3 separate regions of the Mus musculus genome follow, and all the other regions are linked to region 2. Evidence: chromatin contacts called from public HiCAR-type and HiChIP or PLAC-seq data. All regions are on one chromosome and are shown on one strand. The core of a region is the stretch at or near the end of the contact, and the rest is flanking DNA. Distances in the headings are between cores, read along the strand shown.

The links. HiCAR-type assays count read pairs that join an accessible place to other places. HiChIP or PLAC-seq counts read pairs in DNA pulled down with a chosen protein or histone mark.
Region 1: a HiCAR-type map of astrocytes shows a contact between it and region 2, with 2.5 times the contacts expected there. The contact joins the promoter of Zswim3 here to the promoter of Znfx1 in region 2. A contact is called at or near these places in 2 of 39 promoter capture datasets (liver and pre-B cells) and 1 of 115 datasets of contacts at active chromatin or transcription factors (astrocytes).
Region 3: a contact with region 2 is called in an H3K4me3 HiChIP or PLAC-seq map of embryonic forebrain, with 4 times the contacts expected there. The contact joins the promoter of Dbndd2 here to the promoter of Znfx1 in region 2. A contact is called at or near these places in 1 of 39 promoter capture datasets (liver) and 1 of 115 datasets of contacts at active chromatin or transcription factors (embryonic forebrain).

Annotation. Positions count from the first base shown.
Region 1 is chr2:164,803,824-164,806,585 of GRCm38.p6, reverse strand. Zswim3 (zinc finger SWIM-type containing 3) reads right to left here and starts at 1,472. Exons shown (of 2, transcript NM_178375.2): 1 at 1,155-1,472. The coding sequence starts at 1,309. It overlaps Acot8 (acyl-CoA thioesterase 8), which reads left to right and starts at 1,705. Exons shown (of 6, transcript NM_133240.2): 1 at 1,705-1,896. The coding sequence starts at 1,769.
Region 2 is chr2:167,061,727-167,064,426 of GRCm38.p6, reverse strand. Znfx1 (zinc finger, NFX1-type containing 1) reads left to right here and starts at 1,412. Exons shown (of 14, transcript NM_001033196.2): 1 at 1,412-1,917. Zfas1 (zinc finger, NFX1-type containing 1, antisense RNA 1) reads right to left here and starts at 1,493. Exons shown (of 5, transcript NR_138563.1): 1 at 1,130-1,493; 2 at 700-791. It overlaps LOC115486178 (a small nucleolar RNA gene), which reads right to left and starts at 954; the gene lies at 862-954.
Region 3 is chr2:164,485,012-164,487,711 of GRCm38.p6, reverse strand. Dbndd2 (dysbindin (dystrobrevin binding protein 1) domain containing 2) reads right to left here and starts at 1,257. Exons shown (of 4, transcript NM_026797.2): 1 at 1,025-1,257.

The DNA of each region.
Region 1 (2,762 bases), core at 223-2,722, 2.3 Mb after region 2:
TAACTCCTTAGGGACACTTATTCATCTTTATGTGTACCCAAGAGTGACCCTGGACTTCAGAATGGAGCCAGAACACAGCCAGGCTCTATAGTCTGGAAAGTACTGTCCAAAGAGCTCAATCCCTGACTCAAACTTTGGTATATTTTGACACTCAGTTGGCCTATATGTTGTAATTAAAACTTGAATTGACTTTCAAATTGATTCATATGATTAGATTTCACAGCAAAAGACTGGGCACACAAACCTTCCTTTTTACGAAGGGGCGGGGCTGCTTCCCATTTCTCTCTGTCTCTCCCTCCCGCCCCCCAACTCCCCACTTTGGTTTTTCAAGACAGGTTTTCTCTGTGTAGCCCTGACTGTCCTGGAAGCTGCTCTGTAGACCAGACTGGCGTCGAACTCACAGAGATCTGCCTGCCTCTGCCTCCTGAGTGCTGGGATTAAAGGCTTCCACCACCAACCCCCTTTCCCTGTATTTTTTTTTTTAAACCAAACTGATTTGTCTCAAACTCATGACCCGCCGGCCTCAACCTTTTCGCATTGGGCTTCTAAACCTGCACCCTTATTCTTTCTTTCAAAGAAAAACTAAAAGCTAAATTTATAGTAGGCTGTTTCACCTGAACCCTAAAAGCCCTGGCGTTTTCATCAGCTTTTAGCCCCTAAAGTCAAATGAGTCAGGGAGCTACCACCAATAATTCTGACACACAGCCCTGCAGAGTAAGAAAGGCACTCAGGGAGCACCACCTTGGATAAGGAAGGTGTTTGAAAACGGCTGTATCTGGAGCTCAAGAATCATTTACAAAATCAATCACCGAAAAGAACCAACCAACCAACCAATGAGCACCATTACTGCTTTGTAAAGAGGAGGCTAATGGAGGAAATTATTACTAAGGCGTTTCAATTCACTCCTCAACCAGCCTTGCGCTTGAGATAGATTCTCTCAACAAACAAATAAAACGGAAAAACAACAAGATGCAGTTACTGCGAATTCCCAGGAAAGCTCGTGAATGAAGGAGTGGGAGCAAGCGCGGCGGGTAGCAAAGGCCACGCCGGTGAGGTTTCCCTCGTTTTTCCGCAGGCACGGGGAACGTGGCTCCTCCATGCACGCCCTCCTCCTCCAGGCAGCCCTCCTCCCCACCCTCCTGCCCCGCCCTTACAGGATATCCTCGCGGAAAGAGGTGCCGTTGTTGAGGTTATGGAAGCGGACGGAGATGCAGTCCCTGACAATGAAGGAGCACCTGGTCTCCTTTTTGTAGGCGCTGAAACACTCCTTGAAGTCCTCGTAGGTCTTAAAGCAGCTGCCTAGCTCCATGGCCGGGGACTGGCCCTCCTAGAACCTAGAACCACGGCAGGGGTCAGAGGTCACTGGGTAACGGCTGGCACGGGCCCAGCTGCGGTCCCGAGTGAGTGGCTTACAGGGCGCTTGGGAGGAGCCCAGAACAGGAGGAGACCGGTAACAGCAACCTAGGGGCGACTTTGCTCAGTGACAGAAGAGGAAAGACGCTCATCCCTTATTATTCATCTCCAAGGCTCCGCCCCCTCGCTGATTCACCCAATCACACGCGGATGTCCAAAACTGACACAAATATCCTCCAATCTTAAGATAGAGCTAGCCGCGCCCACTCTGAAATTGACAAGCACATCGACCAATCACAATCTGCGTCTCGCTCCCCGGAGCCCTTGGGATTTCCGGCCCCTGGAGCGACCTTCCGGAAGCGCTGGGAGCCTATATAAGTTTCCGCGTTTCTCTCAACCGCAGCCAGCAGTGAAAATGTCAGCGCCAGAGGGTCTGGGAGATGCTCATGGCGACGCCGACCGCGGCGACCTTTCCGGGGACCTCCGTAGTGTGCTGGTCACGAGCGTGCTCAACCTCGAGCCGCTAGATGAAGATCTCTACAGGTAGCCGGTAGCGCCTCTGAACTAGGCTCGCACCCCTCTTTCAGTATAGAGTCGCGATTACTGCCATCTCCCTGTGAACCTCAGTTCTGGGGTTAAGAGTTGGATGCAAGCTCTGCTGCAGTTAGAAGGCATGTCCCTGGCATCCATCCTTGCTTCCTCTTCAGGAGGCGATCTGGGGGGTGGGGGGGGAAGGTGTGTGTGTGTGTGTGTGTGTGTGTGAGAGAGAGAGAGAGAGAGAGAGGGAGAGAGGGAGAGAGGGAGAGAGGGAGAGAGGGGACAGAGACTCCGCTACCCCACAAGGCAGCTTAATCTGGTAGACTGAGTGTGCGTGTGTGTTCGTTTGTTCAAGCCATCCCTTAATGTCTGGTAAGTCATTACTTATCTTTCACTGAAGTGGGTTTGTAACAATTTTTTTGTTTTGTTTAGAGACAAGATGTCACTAAATATAGTCCTGGATGACCTGGAATTCACTATATATATATGAATGGAGAGGGAGAGAATGAGAGAGAGAGTATATATATATACACAGCAAGTTGGCTTGGAACCCACAGGGATCCACCTTCATTTGTCTCTTAAGCGCTGGCAGGAGTTCACCACCAGGTCTAGCTGGTTGTCTTGTTTTGTTTTGAGACAGGCTTTCTGTATAGCCCTCCCTGGCTAACCTGGAACTCTGTGTAGACCTGGCTGGCCTTGAGCTCACAGAGGCCAGTGTATCTCTGCCTCCCAAATCCTGGGCTCAAAGGTGTGTACCACCATGCCTGTTCAGTGACAGTTCTGACCCATGCAGCCCTTACGACTTTATCAGAAGCTATCGTTCTTCCAGCTAGGTAATTACTGTCTTGGGCCAGGAGCGCTTTTCAAATTGT
Region 2 (2,700 bases), core at 163-2,662:
GATTTATTCATATATTTTATGCACGAGTACACCACCATTGTTCTCTTCAGAGACACCATAAGAGGGCACCAGACCCCATTATAGATGGTTGTGAGCCACCATGTGGTTGCTAGAAATTTAACTCAGGACCCCTCGAAAGAGCCATCAGTGCTCTTAACTGCTAAGCCATTTCTCGGGCCTACTTGATTTAGGGCATATTCACATTTTTATCTGAGTGGGTCAGGGTGGATATCAGAATACAGTAATGGAGGATAGCCATTGTCACATCTTGAAAAGCACTAGCCTGCAAATACTTTAGCAGACATGTTTCATTGCCTTTCTAAATACCACGCATATACAAAAGAAATCTCAACCCGGCTCAGACACTGCACCCACAAACTGCTGAATGCTCCCATATCAACAGCCAAGAAAATGTGTTACAGACTAATCTCAATGGGACCATTTTCTTAATCAGTCCTTTTCTCAGGCAGTTCTACCAGGACACTTTAAATAACAACAGGGCTCTGCATCTCCTGTGTCAGTATGTACAGATACACAATTAAAAGACTTTAGTATACTTTGATAATAAGGCTCAATCCTCGGGGCTTTTAAAACAACGAACCTCAGCAGTAACTCTTGCATCAAATTCCCTATCACTGCCCACTTAAAGGCTCTTCAAAGCACGTGATTGCCACTTTAGGCCACTAGACGAATGCATACCTTAAGACTTTCAGATGGTAGGTGAGTTCTCATCTCCCTCGATGCCCTTCTCTCCCTCCAACCTCCATGCTGTCCTGCTTGGTCAGGTCAACCTACAAAACAAAAGCGTCCATCACCACCTATATCCTCGACCAGGAACAAAGAAGACCAGGGTCCTCGAAGGCTGGTGTTTATCAGGACAAACTGGCAAATGTTTTAAAACATCAGCACTGTCGATATGACGGGGAAAAAAGTGAGTTCATCATTTACACCAGCAAAAAGCTTCCCAGGCCAAAGCAGAAGGCGTCTTTTCCACTTGAATCACGTCTTCGAAGGTCAACCTGGGGATCGCGCTCCATAAGCAACACTTGGAGACTAGGAGCGGTTACAGCGACTAAACTTGATAAGAGGTTAACAAAAAAAAAACTTGTGCTGTGTGGACTCAACTCACCATCTGCAAGTTAACCCCGGAGGGACGAGACATATCGGGAACAAAGCAAACGCTCTAGGAGCCGCCGGAACGAAAGGACGAGAGCGGCGGCGAACCTTCCTTATATAGACCTTGGCGGCGCGTGCGCCTGCGCACTGTGCCCATGGCGCGTCGCTTCCGGGCGCGACCGCTTGGCGTCCTGGGAAATGTAGTCCCCGAGCCGCCCGGCCCCAGCTAGCTAATGGTTGTCCAGCCAGTGTCTAGCCCCTCCCCGTGCTCACTGGGCCTCCGGGGCTTCTCGGCTTCCGCGCCATGTCGCGCTTGGCACGCACGAGCCGCCCGCCGCGTCCCCCTGGCTCCGGGGCCAGCCGAGACCTGCGGCCGCCCGGGGCGCAGTCAACCCGCCCCCCGCCGCGCCCTCCCCTCCGCCGCGCCCGCGGGGAGCCGCCAGTCCAGCCGCCGCCGCTACCGCGGGCGCTGAGGCGACGCCGCCCTTCCGCCCGCCCCGAGGGCGGGGGCGCAGGCGAGCCCGGCCTCTCGCTGGAGCCCGCGGCACCGCCTCCTCGTCCTGCGCGGCCTCCTCTTCCTCCGGGCCGCCCACTAGGCTACTCGCCCCGCCCAGGGGCTGCAGGGACTGGAAACCGAAAGTTCGCGGTGCCGGGCGGGGCCGCGACCTGCCAGGGCCGGGGCTGAGCTCTAGCCCTGCGGAGGACGCGCCCGAGCCGGTGAGTGGCCTCCGCCCTATCACGCACCTGCTTCTGCGGCGCTGCGACCGCCGGCGTCCCGCTCTGCCTCCGGCCGGGTGTCAGGTTAGCCTTGGAGTCCCTATCTGCCCCACTCAGCGCCCCCACCACCCCCGGAGTCCCTGTCCCCTTCCCTCAGTTCTCCTATAGTCCCCAGAGTCCATGTCCCCTTCCCTTAGTTTTCCTATAGCCTCCAGAGTCCCTGTCCCTTTCCCTCAGTTTCCCTATACCCCCGGAGTCCCTGTCCCCTTCCCTCAATTATCCTGTAGCCTCCGGAGTCCCTGTCCTCTTCCCTCAATTATCCTGTAGCCTCCGGAGTCCCTGTTCTCTTTCTCTCAGCCCCCCCTATAGTCCCCGAAGTCCCTGTCTGCTTCTTCAGTTTCCCTATAGCCCCCAGAGTCCCTGCCCCTTTCTCTTAGTTTCCCTATAGCCCCCAGAGTCCCTCAGTTCCCCTATCATCTCCGGAGTATTTGGAATCTCCCATCACCCCTAGGATCTTTTTCCACTCCTTACCACCCCCAGAGTCCTGTCCTCCCACCTCCACCGTCACCCTCCATCGTTCCCTGAGTTAAGTCTACCTGGTTATCAGCAGCCCCATTTCCCAGTCCCTGTTTCCTCTCCTCAGCAGCCCCATCACCCCTAAATCCCTGTTCCCTTCCATTAGCCTCACCATCACTCCCCAGAGTCCCTGTCTCCTCTCCTTAGCAGCCCCCATCACCTCCAGAGTCGGTGTCTCCTCCCTCAGTACCCAGCGTATCCTGAGCCGCGGGCACTGCCATTACCTGCTTCGACTCTCTTCAGTTCATCTGTCACCACCCTGATCACACCCCACCTCTAGTGCCCCTTCAT
Region 3 (2,700 bases), core at 8-2,507, 2.6 Mb after region 2:
CCTCTGCCTCTTTCTGGCCCCAGGGGTCCCACCTGAAGGTATCATCCTACCTACCTCAAACACTATCTGACAATATACTTCGTGAAGGAGGGCTGTTTGTAGAGAACTGAGCACCTGTCCTCTGAACTCTCACAGTTGTCCCCTCCTCTCACACATGTTTGGCTTATTTCCCAAGTTAGTAAGTACCAACTAGAAGGGTGGGGACTGAGTACAGTTCAGACCAGGTGTCGAGATTGCCAATACCGAGTTTTGCAGGACACCAGAGCTCTGGGGCCAGCCCTGTGCATTCATCCCCGTTCCTGGTACACTACTGAACCCATGCATCACAGGGAACAGGGGAAGCTCTAGGGTGAGGACCACGCTGTCATCCTCCAATAAACCTCAGCTGGCCACAGTGTAATCACAGCGCGTGGCCAGGTCCTCGAGTACTGGGGTAGCTCAGGAGGGACCCGAAACTAATGATAGAGGCAAGGCCAAGTCAGTGCCTGGAGCTGATGTGGCTGCCAGAGAAGGGAGAAGGGAGCAGCAGACGAGGACTCCAGAAAGGCTCTTAGAGCTGCCGCCCAGGTCACAACGCTAAAAATACCCAGGGCCCCAGGGGCGGTCTGCGGAGAGGAGAGGGGAGGCGAGCTCGCGAGGGAGCTGCCGCTGACCCGGGGCCACCCGGACGCCTCTCTTTTCCCCTCCCCCTGACGTTGTGGTCTTACCAGGCTGAAGGGACTGTCCACAGGGGGGCTGCGGAGCCAATTCCCAGAGCTAGGTAGTTGTTTACACGACCATAGGTACTGGGAAGAGTAGGGATTTGGAGACGGGAGGCTGACACCGGGAAGGAACCAGGGAAATGGAGAACGAACGCCCTCTGTCCCGGCCCCACCCGCGCCTGAGGAGGCAAGAGGCAAAGAATTCCCTAAAAGGGGACTGGCGCGTGGGCGAAGACGGGGCGGGCGGAGGAGGGCACCCCAAGTTCCCGTGCTGCGGGGGCCCAGTTCGCCGCACCTGAGCCCAACCCCGCATTCCCCCCTACCTGCAGCGCCCGCGCCCCGCTGGCTCCCTGGGTGCGCTCCCGACAAGCGGCGGCGGGGGCGTGGGAGCGAGCAGCGCCGGCCGGGTGGGGCTAAGCCTGCGGGGTTCCCTGGGGACCGGCGGCCCTGGGAGCCGGGAACGAGGAAGAGGCGGGAGGCGGAAGTGGGGGCGGGGCGGGCACTCGGGGCTGGCGGCGGAGGACAGCTCCTCTAAACGCCGGGACCCGGACTTGCGGGGCAGGCGAAAAGTTCCCGCACGCATCCCTCCTCGCTCCGCCCGCGCGAGGCTGCGCGCACCCCGAGGCACTTGCGGCACCCCCGCCCGGCGCACAGCTGCTGCGGGCACACGCGCCGGCTCCGGCCCACGCACACTTGATGCTCTCCGACTCCAGAGCAGCGCCCACGCAACGACCACGCGCACGCGCTCGCTGCCCGCCTCACCGCACCTCGATCACCCTGGCCACGGTTACGCGCACACTTCTCCAGAAGGTGCGAGATGGGGAAGCAGGGTCAGCTGCTGCCCAGCGAGTCAAGTGCATGGACCTTGGATTCCCTCAGCTGGCCTAAGGACCACACAGAGCCGTCGCCCTACGGGTCAGCGCACTGGGCGAGTCAGGGCTGGAGGGGATGCGCCGCACCCTACACGCCGGCAAGGAGCCAACACCTCGAGGTGCTCTAGAGATGCCAGACGTCCAGCCAGGCGTAGGTGGGCGGCCCAGTCGGAAACAGCCCCCTTTCAGCGTCTCCTGGCTCAAACCAGGGCTAGGAGTGTCCAGTATAGCAACCCCTGGATGAAGGCTCTGTCGCCTCCCTCCCCATGCCCTTGTCTGGGCTCTGAATACAGCGTGAGGATGAGCCATGACTGGTGTGTGTGTGTGTGTGTGTGTGTGTGTGTGTGTGTTTCCATTAGAAATCTGTGTCGGGGCCAAGCTACCAGGAAACCATCCTTGTCATCTCCCTCCCCTTTGAGACCCACATTAAAATACACCTCCATTTCACATCATTTCTGTTCCCACTCTGGCTCAGCCTCCCACAGTAGTAGCCTCCTTCAGAGTTTCCTGCGCCCTCTCTTGCCTAACTACATTCTGCACACAGGACAGCTCGAGAGCACACGTCTCATGTTTTAATGTCCTTTGTTATAATAAAATCTACGCTCTGGTATTTTAAGTCTCATTTCCCCTCCCCTCCCCTCCCCTCCCCTCCCCTCCCCTCCCCTCCCCTTCCCACAAGGTTTCTTTGCATAGCCCTGCTGTCCTGGTACTTGCTCTGTAGACCAGGTTAGCCTCAAAATCCAAGAGGACCCAGATCCCCCTGCCTTTGCCTCCTGACTGTGTCCCTATGCCCAGCTTCAAGTGATCTTGAAAAGCAGGGAAGCGGGAGGGTGTGTGCAAAGGGTTTTGGGTATGAGAAACACGCACATCTGGGTTTCCCCACAGGGGGACAGTACTCCAGCAATGCCTGAGGCATGGACTCTTCTGTATGGCTAGGCTGAGAACAGCCCTGTGAAGTAAGCATAGCACGCTCCCTTCTCACTCATCCAGAAGGGTGCACTAGCCTGTGGGAGGCAATGAATGCCGAGGTTAAGATTACAGCCAGACCCCTTCGGGAGCTGTAAACCACTGCAGCTCCTAACCAGCTCCTAACCCTTCTCTGACTCTTGATCCTGCCTACTAACTAG